Linked DNA regions of Rattus norvegicus: region 2 is linked to region 1. The links are chromatin contacts, called in public Hi-C maps. All regions are on one chromosome and are shown on one strand. Each heading gives the region's core, a stretch centred on a gene start, on an enhancer-like site or on the middle of the called end of the contact. The rest is flanking DNA. Distances are from core to core; before and after follow the strand shown. Region 1 holds the start of Pfn2 (profilin 2). Region 2 holds the start of Tsc22d2 (TSC22 domain family, member 2).

Region 1 (4,245 bases), core at 886-3,385:
GATTGTTCTTGTTTTTATCATTACACGGTTACATGATTTACACATTAGTTTGCTTTTGCAGTGAGGTCTGCTAACTAAAAGCCAGAGTATAGCAACGGTACAAAGAGTCTCCCTAAACAGTTGGCAGTTGACACCGGCTACAAACTGAAATTGAGTTATTTATAAACTATATCAAGTCAGGTGCTACTTGAAGGTGCTTATGTAATTGTAAAGATTCAGCTATAAGCTCTTACAAAAGCTTGTCTGTCACATTCAGCCACATTAGTCATGTTGCATCAAAGTTAAAGTTGAGTGAAAGTCTACCCAGATAAACCTGCTCACTTCTCTGTTTCGAGCAGATTGAAATATCCCTGGCAGTGTGAGCCTCAAACACCACCTCCATCACTGTGGGGCATTTCCAAGTTCGTTTTTCCCTCCTATTTTTCTAGCCACTTTTTTCTCTCCAACTTGCCTTGCCCTTCCATTCAATAATCAGCTTTTCCTTCTGGACAAATGCAGTGTGGAGTCTGTCTACAGCACTGCAGTAACCAATAGTAAAATCAGAGAGAAAATGGAGGGGCATTGGTAAGGAAAGTGAGTTAGCCGGCAGAATAGAAAAGAGAATACGTTCATTCTAACATTCCATGAATAAGAAGGAAGGCGTCGCCCCCATCAGAACTGCAGAGTCATAGCAGGCCCCAGCCATTTCCAAGCATACTCCCGCAATCTTCTTAAGCCAGACAGCGGGAACTCACACACAAAGGCAAGACTGCAGAAAAAAAAAGTTAAATCACCAAATGTCAATTCGCTGTAGGAATTGTGATCTCTCACATGGGGACAGGAGATCTTAAAGCACTCCTATCATGGACTGAATCCACACTGATATATTAAACCATGTTAAGTAGTAAAATGCTGAGCACCTGTGATATGGGACTTGATTTTTCCTAGGTGATGGGAAGGGAGTGGGAGTGTGGAACTAAGAAATTAAGGGAATGGTCTTGTACTTGATACTGGTGCCAAAATTTTAAAGAAGAGCATTGCATAGAAACGAGCATAACAATAAGCAGTGCTGGAGGCTGATTGACGAATATACTCCAAACGTGTGGCAACCGAGTCAAATGCCATCAAGTCACATGAAGATGAGACAACGTGAAGCAGATATCGGTATTAGTTCTTTTACTACCATCACTAAAGAGGGAGTGACTTGAGAAGTGTCACCCCCCCCCAGCGACTCCCCAGATTTTTTTTTTAAATCACCCTTAAACCATCCCCTTTTTAGAGCTATGTTGCGTAACTGGGGATAACAGTATATCGATGAATCTCTATAGGTGGAGAAGAGAAATCAATGGCAGTTCGCCATCTTGGAGGAAAAAAAAAACTATAGAGCCACAGCTGAAGTAGATTCACGATTCCACCTACGTGGTCCGCGTACCTTTCTCTCCAGCCTAGGAGGCCTGGACACCCGCAAGCCTACGCAAAGTCACTCCATTAATTCCCGGGACCCGGCCACCGCCGCCACCCACATCCCGCGCACACTGCCGAGCCAGGGCCAGCCTGCTGCCTAGGACCTCCCGCCCACACCCGGGGACCTGCACTGCAGCCCGCCGGGCTCCCCGAACGCTGAGGGGCCTCCCGGGGTGACGTCCCCTCCTCCACCCTGGCAGCCGCAAGCCGGGGCGCCGCCGGGGCGAAGAGTCCGGCCGCCCCGCCCCCGCGCGGCCTCGGGCAGCATCCCCAGGCTCAGCGGCTGGCACGGGGGCCCCCCCGGCTGCATGCCCTTCCTCAGCCGGCGGTACCCTATCCTTCAGCCCCGGCCTCATCCCCTTCCTCGCGGGCGGGCGTCCCCTTCCTCAGGCCCGCCGCACACCTGCCGGCTCGGCGCCCCCGGGCCTCACCGTGATGCTCTGGAAGACGCCCCCGGCCGTGGCTGCCCAGACGTATTTGGCGTCGCAGTAGCCGACAATGGCGGCCTCCTGGCAGCAGCCATCGCACATCAGGTTATCCACGTAGCTCTGCCAACCGGCCATCTTCGAGCCCTTCGCACTGCAGCGGGGACGGCAGGAGCAGAGGCGCAGCAGCAGCGGCGGCGGCGGCGGCGGTGGAGGCGGGGCGGGGGCGGGGAGGAGGCGGCTCTGCGCAGGCACCGACCGCCCCTCTCCGGGGAACTGCGGCGGGCGGGGACAGGACCCGCAGCGGGGAGCGCCGGGCGGCCGCGGCCGCGGGGCTCAGGGGCCAGCGGCTGAGCGACGCTTGCAGCGGGGCTGGCGACGGCCGACTCACACCGCAGCTCCCTCGGCTCTCCGCGGCCAGCGGGACGTGTACGCGCGTGCGTGCGATCCTTCCGCAGCGCAGCCGGCGAGGGTCCCGGGGAGGGCGGGAGAGCTGAGGCGGGGGCGCGGAGGGATACCGCCGGGGACAATCACGGCCCACACGTGCGGCAGGCGAGCGGGAGCAGGGCTGGGGCGCGGCGGCGGAGGCTTCACCGCAGGCTATGAGGCGAGGCAGCTTGAGTGGGCGCCGTAGGGTGCCAGAGCTCTGGGTGCACGGCGGCCGCGGTGCTCACTCCTCAAGTGCCAGCCCTGGACGCGGTATTTATTGACAGCACCGGTGTCGGGTGGCAGGGTTGCCCTGGTGACGGGATGCAGACGAGGGTTTACTCTTTGTAGTGGGAGCGGCCAGTGCGGGTTGCCCACACTTGGGGAGGTGTCTCTTGAAAGACCTTGGCCAGCTGCGCCTCGCACGCTCCTGAAATCAGAGCAGTGGCAACGGAGCAGCGCAGCTCTTTGTTGCCTCCTTTGAGTACGAGGAACTCCAGGTTCAGTGGAGCTTTTGCCCTGAACGCAGTGCTGCTAATCACACATGGGGCTCAACGGTCCAGAAATTCTAACTAAAAAAAGCAAAGCAAAGCAAAACAAAAAAACCAGACCCTATGCGTACTTGGTAACTGGAAAAGTTACTGTGCGTTAAATACATCCACGAAATACAAAGAATAGTCGAGCTAGAAAAGATTCATTGAACTAGACCAGTGGTTCTCAAACTTCCTAATGCTGAGCGTGACCCCTTAACACAGTTACCTATGTTGTGCTAACCCCCCAACCATAAATTATTTTGTTGCTATTTCATAACTGTAAATTTGCTAGTTATGAATCATAATGTAAATATCTGATATGTGCCCCCAAAGGGTTTGAGGCCCACAGGTTGAGACCCACTGTACTAAATGGTGAAAATAATTCAGAATCTACATCCGAGGAAGACTTGTATATGACAGGGTGGGAAATGGTTTAAGAGTCTCCGAACATTCTCCTACATCTTTATTAACTTTATGTGCTGGGTCTAGACTCAGCATCAGATGTTCCCCAACGATGACCAGTTTGAGGTGACAAACCCGACCTGCTTATTAAGGGAAAGAAAGCTCCAGTAGATTGCAAACTATCATCAAGTTTAAAGTTGTGGAGCACACTGACAATTTTATAATAGCATCACTGAACTTTTATTTATTATTTATTTATTGGGCTTTAAAAAAAATAATGTCTTAGAGTTCTGATCGCTATGAAGAGACACTGTGACCACAGCAACTCTTATAAAAGAAAGCATTTAATTGGGGCCTGGCTTACAGTTCCAGAGGTTTAGTCCATTCTCATCATGCCTGGAAGTATGCAGTCTGGCATGATATGGAGAAATAGCTGAGAGTTCTATGTCTGGATCCCAAAGTAGCAGGAAGAGAGCATCACTGGTTTTGAATTGGACTTTGGAAACCTCAAAGCCCACCCACAGTACCACACTTCCTCCAACAAGGCCACACCTACTAATCCTTCCCAAGTAGTGTCACTCCCTGATGACTATCCATTCAAATATATGAGCCTTTGGGGGCCATTCTCATTCAAGCCACCTCGAGTAGGACCAACAACAGAGTAGTCAACTGTCAAGTAGAGATTATTTGTCCTCATGTTTGGAAGATAGAGAATTCTCCTTATAAAGGAATCCATCCACTTCTGCCATTGTGTCCTCACCTGATTTAATCTCCCTCACTCTTTCCTATTTCTTATTCTGCCTTTTTTGCCACAACCATTTTAATTCTTACTTCTTAACTTTTATTATCACCTTAAAAACTAAAGATGGGGGGAGAAATGGTTCAGAGGTTAGGACTGGATACTCCTCTACAGGTACCAGGTTCAATTATCAGCACCCACGTGGCAGCTCACAACTGTAACTCCAGTTCCAGGGGATCTGTGGCACCAAGCATGCAGGTAGTATACATATATATGC
Region 2 (4,318 bases), core at 1,268-3,767, 570 kb after region 1:
CAGGCATATGGTATTTATTTTTCTGAAACTAACATAGTTTCATAAACTGATAACCAATTTTAACATCAAAATTAAAATAATCTATTATAAATTCACATTGGATTTAACAAGCCAATTATTTCTACCATATTGTCTTGAGAAATTACTGATTACAGATTTAGAAATGAAGTATTCCATCAGCTATCTCAGGCATAATAATAACAGCATGTAACAGTTTCGTTTTTTCCTGTGCCCCCTCAAGAAACAGGGAGGTATTGGTTTTTATACTGACCTCTGTCATTTGGGTTTGAAGCACAGTTTCTATTGAGTTTAAAATATTTATCTCTGTAAATTACAGCTAAGTACCTTAAAAAACTGTGTAAATTTTAATTCTCAATCTGTTGTTGGATAAAAGAGTTCTTTTACGGTTGAAGAACTGAGTAAACTACTTTAAATGAGTCAGCCTGATATGATCTCTAAAAGCTGCAATAAATCTGACATCTTGAGTTCCAGCAAAACTTCTCAGACTTTAGCTAAATGGGAGCTCTTTTCATATATCAAGAGTTCAAGAGTGGCCAGTGTTTAAAATAACATCCTCACCCTCCCAATGTGGAGCTGATTGCCAGCACTTGGGAGGCAGAGGCAGGAAGCTCACTCTAAGTTCAAGGCCACTTTGGTTTAAGTAAGTAGCCTAGGCTACAACAGGTCTCTCTCCCTCTTTTTTTTTTTTTTTTTTCAAATGGACTCTTGGTTTTGATTAGGAAGTAGCTACCAGATGGAAAATTCAGTGGCACTTTCAGAGCTGCTGTCTGACTTAGTCCTGGAAGAAAGAGGTATTTTATTGTGCATGATGCAAACCAAGTAACAACAAGGCCTTAGCACAATCAAAAGAGCTCCACTTATTTAACACCATAGGCTCTTCAACTTTGGAACCTATAAGCAGATTTCACGTTCAACGTCTCAAAAGTTAAATGAACTCTTGCAGGCTTGAATCACAGCAAATCCTGGGAAATTTGGAATATGTTACTAACTCCTAATCTTTTTCGAAACCCGACTTTACTCTGGGCAAGTAATCATCCCTAACGCTGTTGTTGAAAACAGAATTTCTGTCTGAAAGATCATCTTTCTAATTCAGTCTGGCTTGCTGTTCTGTGTTTGTCACCCTCGTTTCTCTTAAATCTCACTTCTCCGACTATCATATTTTCAGGGCTTTTTAACGCGACTCGCTTTCTCCAGACATACATCTCTTCTGCAGCTGGATCGCCCTACTTTTCTCCCCTATCACCCGGGTTCCACTAAGACTCTGTTAAACGTTAGACCCAGCACATGACCTCGGGTCATCCAGGATTTCCACACGCCGGCACTAAACCGTGCGACGTTCCAGGATTGCAAATAAAAACCGTCCTCTGGCGTCTCAACTCCTAATGAACCTGCAGCGTAAAATTTAAATTTGAAAAAATTTTAAATAAAGAACCCGCTCCCTTTTCTCTGCCCTTTGGCCCCGCCCACGAACCCCCCTCAAGCCTCCACGAGAAGCTGCAGGAAACCGGAGGGGGCGGGGCGGTGACGTCACGACGCCGACGCGTCACGGAACGGCGGCGGCTGCGGCGCTGGCGGTGGCTGCGGCAGCGGCGGCATTTTAGTCTGCGGCGGCAGCGGCTGCGGGGCTGCTGCTCCTCCCAGCATCCCTGGCGCGGCCATTTCAGCCCCATCTTGGCCGAGTGGAGGGAGCTGCAGCCGCTGCTTCAGCAGTTTGAATTTCAGTTTTTCCGGAGTCTACGAACCGGCCGCGCCGAGGAGAAGCGGAAGACGCCTCCACCGGTCCCCCTCACGCCGCCGAGCGCCTCCGCACGCTTGCCGTTCCTTCAGCCGCCGCCGCCCCTCACGCGCCTCAGAGCCGCGAGGAGGCCGGGCCCGCCGCAGCGGGTGGCTCCCTGAGGGAGGCCAGACTGCCGGCCTTCCCCGCCCCCGAGCGGGCTTCCGCCGCCACCGCCGGCATGGCCCCGGGACTGCGCTCGGGCTAGAGCCCGGGACGGAGGGCTGCCTCCCGCCGCGGACCTCCAGCCCCGTCAGGAAGCGCCGGTCCCGGCCTCGCCGCTCCGCCTTCTTCCTCCGCGTCGCCGCGCGGGAGCAGCCGCGGGACCCGGCCAAAAGAGCCCGAGCGGGGCAGAACCGCCCCTCACGCCGCCGCCGCCGCCTCCTGCGCCCTGCGCTCCACCCCCAGCCGGGCCTGCTGACCGCGCCGAGCGCCGGGCTGGACTGACCGCGGCGGCTGAGCTGTGCGAGCAGCCGGCCCGCCCCTGAACCACGCTCGGACCGTCACTGACGGGTTGAATTGAGGCACCACTGCCGCGGGAGGTGAGAAGGAAGGAGGAGGATGTCGCGCCTAGACGCCGGCGCCCAGAGCAGCCCGTGACTTGCGGCGTGGGCCGTAGACCCAGGCGCGAACTCGGACTTTGTCTTTGGGGGCCCGTGCTCGGCCCTTCTCGGTTTCCGGTGGGGTCCCAGAGGAGCCTCTGTCCTCCAGCCTTTTCCACCATGTCCAAGATGCCGGCCAAGAAGAAGAGCTGCTTCCAGATCACCAGTGTCACCACGGCCCAGGTGGCCACTAGCATCACCGAGGACACCGAGAGCCTGGACGACCCGGACGAGTCGCGCACGGAGGACGTGTCCTCCGAGATCTTCGACGTTTCTCGGGCCACGGATTACGGCCCAGAGGAGGTGTGCGAGCGCAGCTCCTCGGAAGAGACGCTCAACAATGTCGGGGATGCGGAAACTCCCGGGACTGTGTCCCCGAACCTCATCCTAGATGGGCAGCTGGCAGCCGCTTCAGCTGTGCCCGCCAACGGAGGCGGCGGCGTGCCGGCCCGGAGCGTGGCAGGGGCACTCTCCCAGACCCTGGCGGCGGTTGCCACTTCAGTGTCTGCTCCTGGGCCAAGTAGTGCAACTCCATCTCAGCCCCCTGCCACTTGTAGTTCCCGTTTCCGCGTGATCAAACTAGACCACGGGAGCGGAGAGCCGTATCGGCGCGGCCGATGGACGTGTATGGAATACTACGAGCGGGATTCAGATAGTAGCGTCCTCAGTAGGTCCGGGGATTGCATTAGACACAGCAATACTTTGGAGCAGACTGCAGAGCGGGACAGCGGCTTGGGCGCCACCGGAGGGTCGGTGGTGGTGGTGGTGGCCTCCATGCAGGGGGCGCACGGGCTGGACTCGGGAACTGACAGCTCCTTGACTGCTGTGTCACAGCTACCCCCGTCGGAGAAAATGAGCCAGCCCACTCTCGCCCAGCCGCAGAGTTTCAGCGTTGGGCAGCCACAGCCTCCACCGCCCGTAGGTGGGGCTGTGGCTCCAAGTTCGGTGTCGCTGCCGCTGTTCCCCGGAGCAGCGACCGGGTCGCAGCCAATGACGGCAGCCACTCAGCCAACTCAGCTCCAGGGAGCCGTAGCCGGCGGCGCCCTCCCCGGGCCTGTTGGCCAGGGGCTGCCGCCGCCGCCGAATGTCAACCTGGCACAGCCTGTGGCCCTGACAGCTCAGCCTGGCCCGGCGGTCGGCTCCTCGTTGTCACAGCAGTTCGCCTATCCCCAGCCTCCGATACCACCCGGGCATTTGTTGCCGGTCCAGCCATCGGGCCAGAGTGAGTACCTGCCGCCGCACGTGGCCCTGCAGCCACCAAGCCCTGCGCAGCCCTTGTCTACCAGCGCTAGCGCGACCTCTGCTTCAGCGGCCAGCTTTCCTCTGGGATCTGGCCAGAGCGTTTCTTCCTTGGGTGCCCAGATGATGGGCGCCTCTGCCCAGCCCAGTGAAGTCGTGGCCCCGGGTCCGGTTCCCGTGGGCCAGGCCGCTCCTTGTCAGCCGGCCGGAGTGGCCCCAGCTGCTATAGGAGGCGTGGTGCAGCCTGGCTCTGGGCTGACCGGGGTTGGGCAGCCCCAGTCCGTGCAGCCTCCGCCACATATGGGTGGCAGTGTTCAGCTGTCAGCCGTGCCTGGTGGTCCTCACACCGTGGTGCCCGGAGTTCCAAACGTGCCTGCAGCGGTACCCGTTCCAAGCGTGCCTGTTGTGCCCACCACTTCTGTTACTATGCCAAATGTACCCGCGCCTCTGGGCCAGTCTCAGCAGCTGAGCGGCCATACGCCAGTCAGCCGGAGCAGCAGCGTCATCCAGCAAGTTGGTCCACCCTTAGCGCAAGGCACACACAGTGCACCAACAAGTCTACCACAGTCTGATCTAAGCCAGTTTCAGACTCAGACCCAGTCTTTAGTCAGGCAAATTGACGATACTAGAAGAAAATCAGAACCCCTACCTCAAGCACCACTTTCTCTCATTGCTGAAAATA

What was found. Hi-C and Micro-C count contacts between places; a contact is called where the count stands out from the background.
Region 2: a Hi-C map of mammary epithelial cells shows a contact between it and region 1, with 3 times the contacts expected there. The contact joins the promoter of Tsc22d2 here to the promoter of Pfn2 in region 1. A contact is called at or near these places in 3 of 12 Hi-C or Micro-C datasets (the A7r5 cell line, Schwann cells and mammary epithelial cells) and 1 of 1 datasets of contacts at active chromatin or transcription factors (oligodendrocytes).

The regions. Positions count from the first base shown.
Region 1 is chr2:144,220,801-144,225,045 of GRCr8, forward strand. It overlaps Pfn2 (profilin 2), which reads right to left and starts at 2,136. Exons shown (of 3, transcript NM_030873.2): 1 at 1,875-2,136. The coding sequence starts at 2,006. All of the region lies in intron 1 of Rpl12-ps2 (ribosomal protein L12, pseudogene 2), which reads right to left.
Region 2 is chr2:144,794,523-144,798,840 of GRCr8, forward strand. It overlaps Tsc22d2 (TSC22 domain family, member 2), which reads left to right and starts at 2,518. Exons shown (of 4, transcript NM_001191960.1): 1 at 2,518-4,318. The coding sequence starts at 2,518.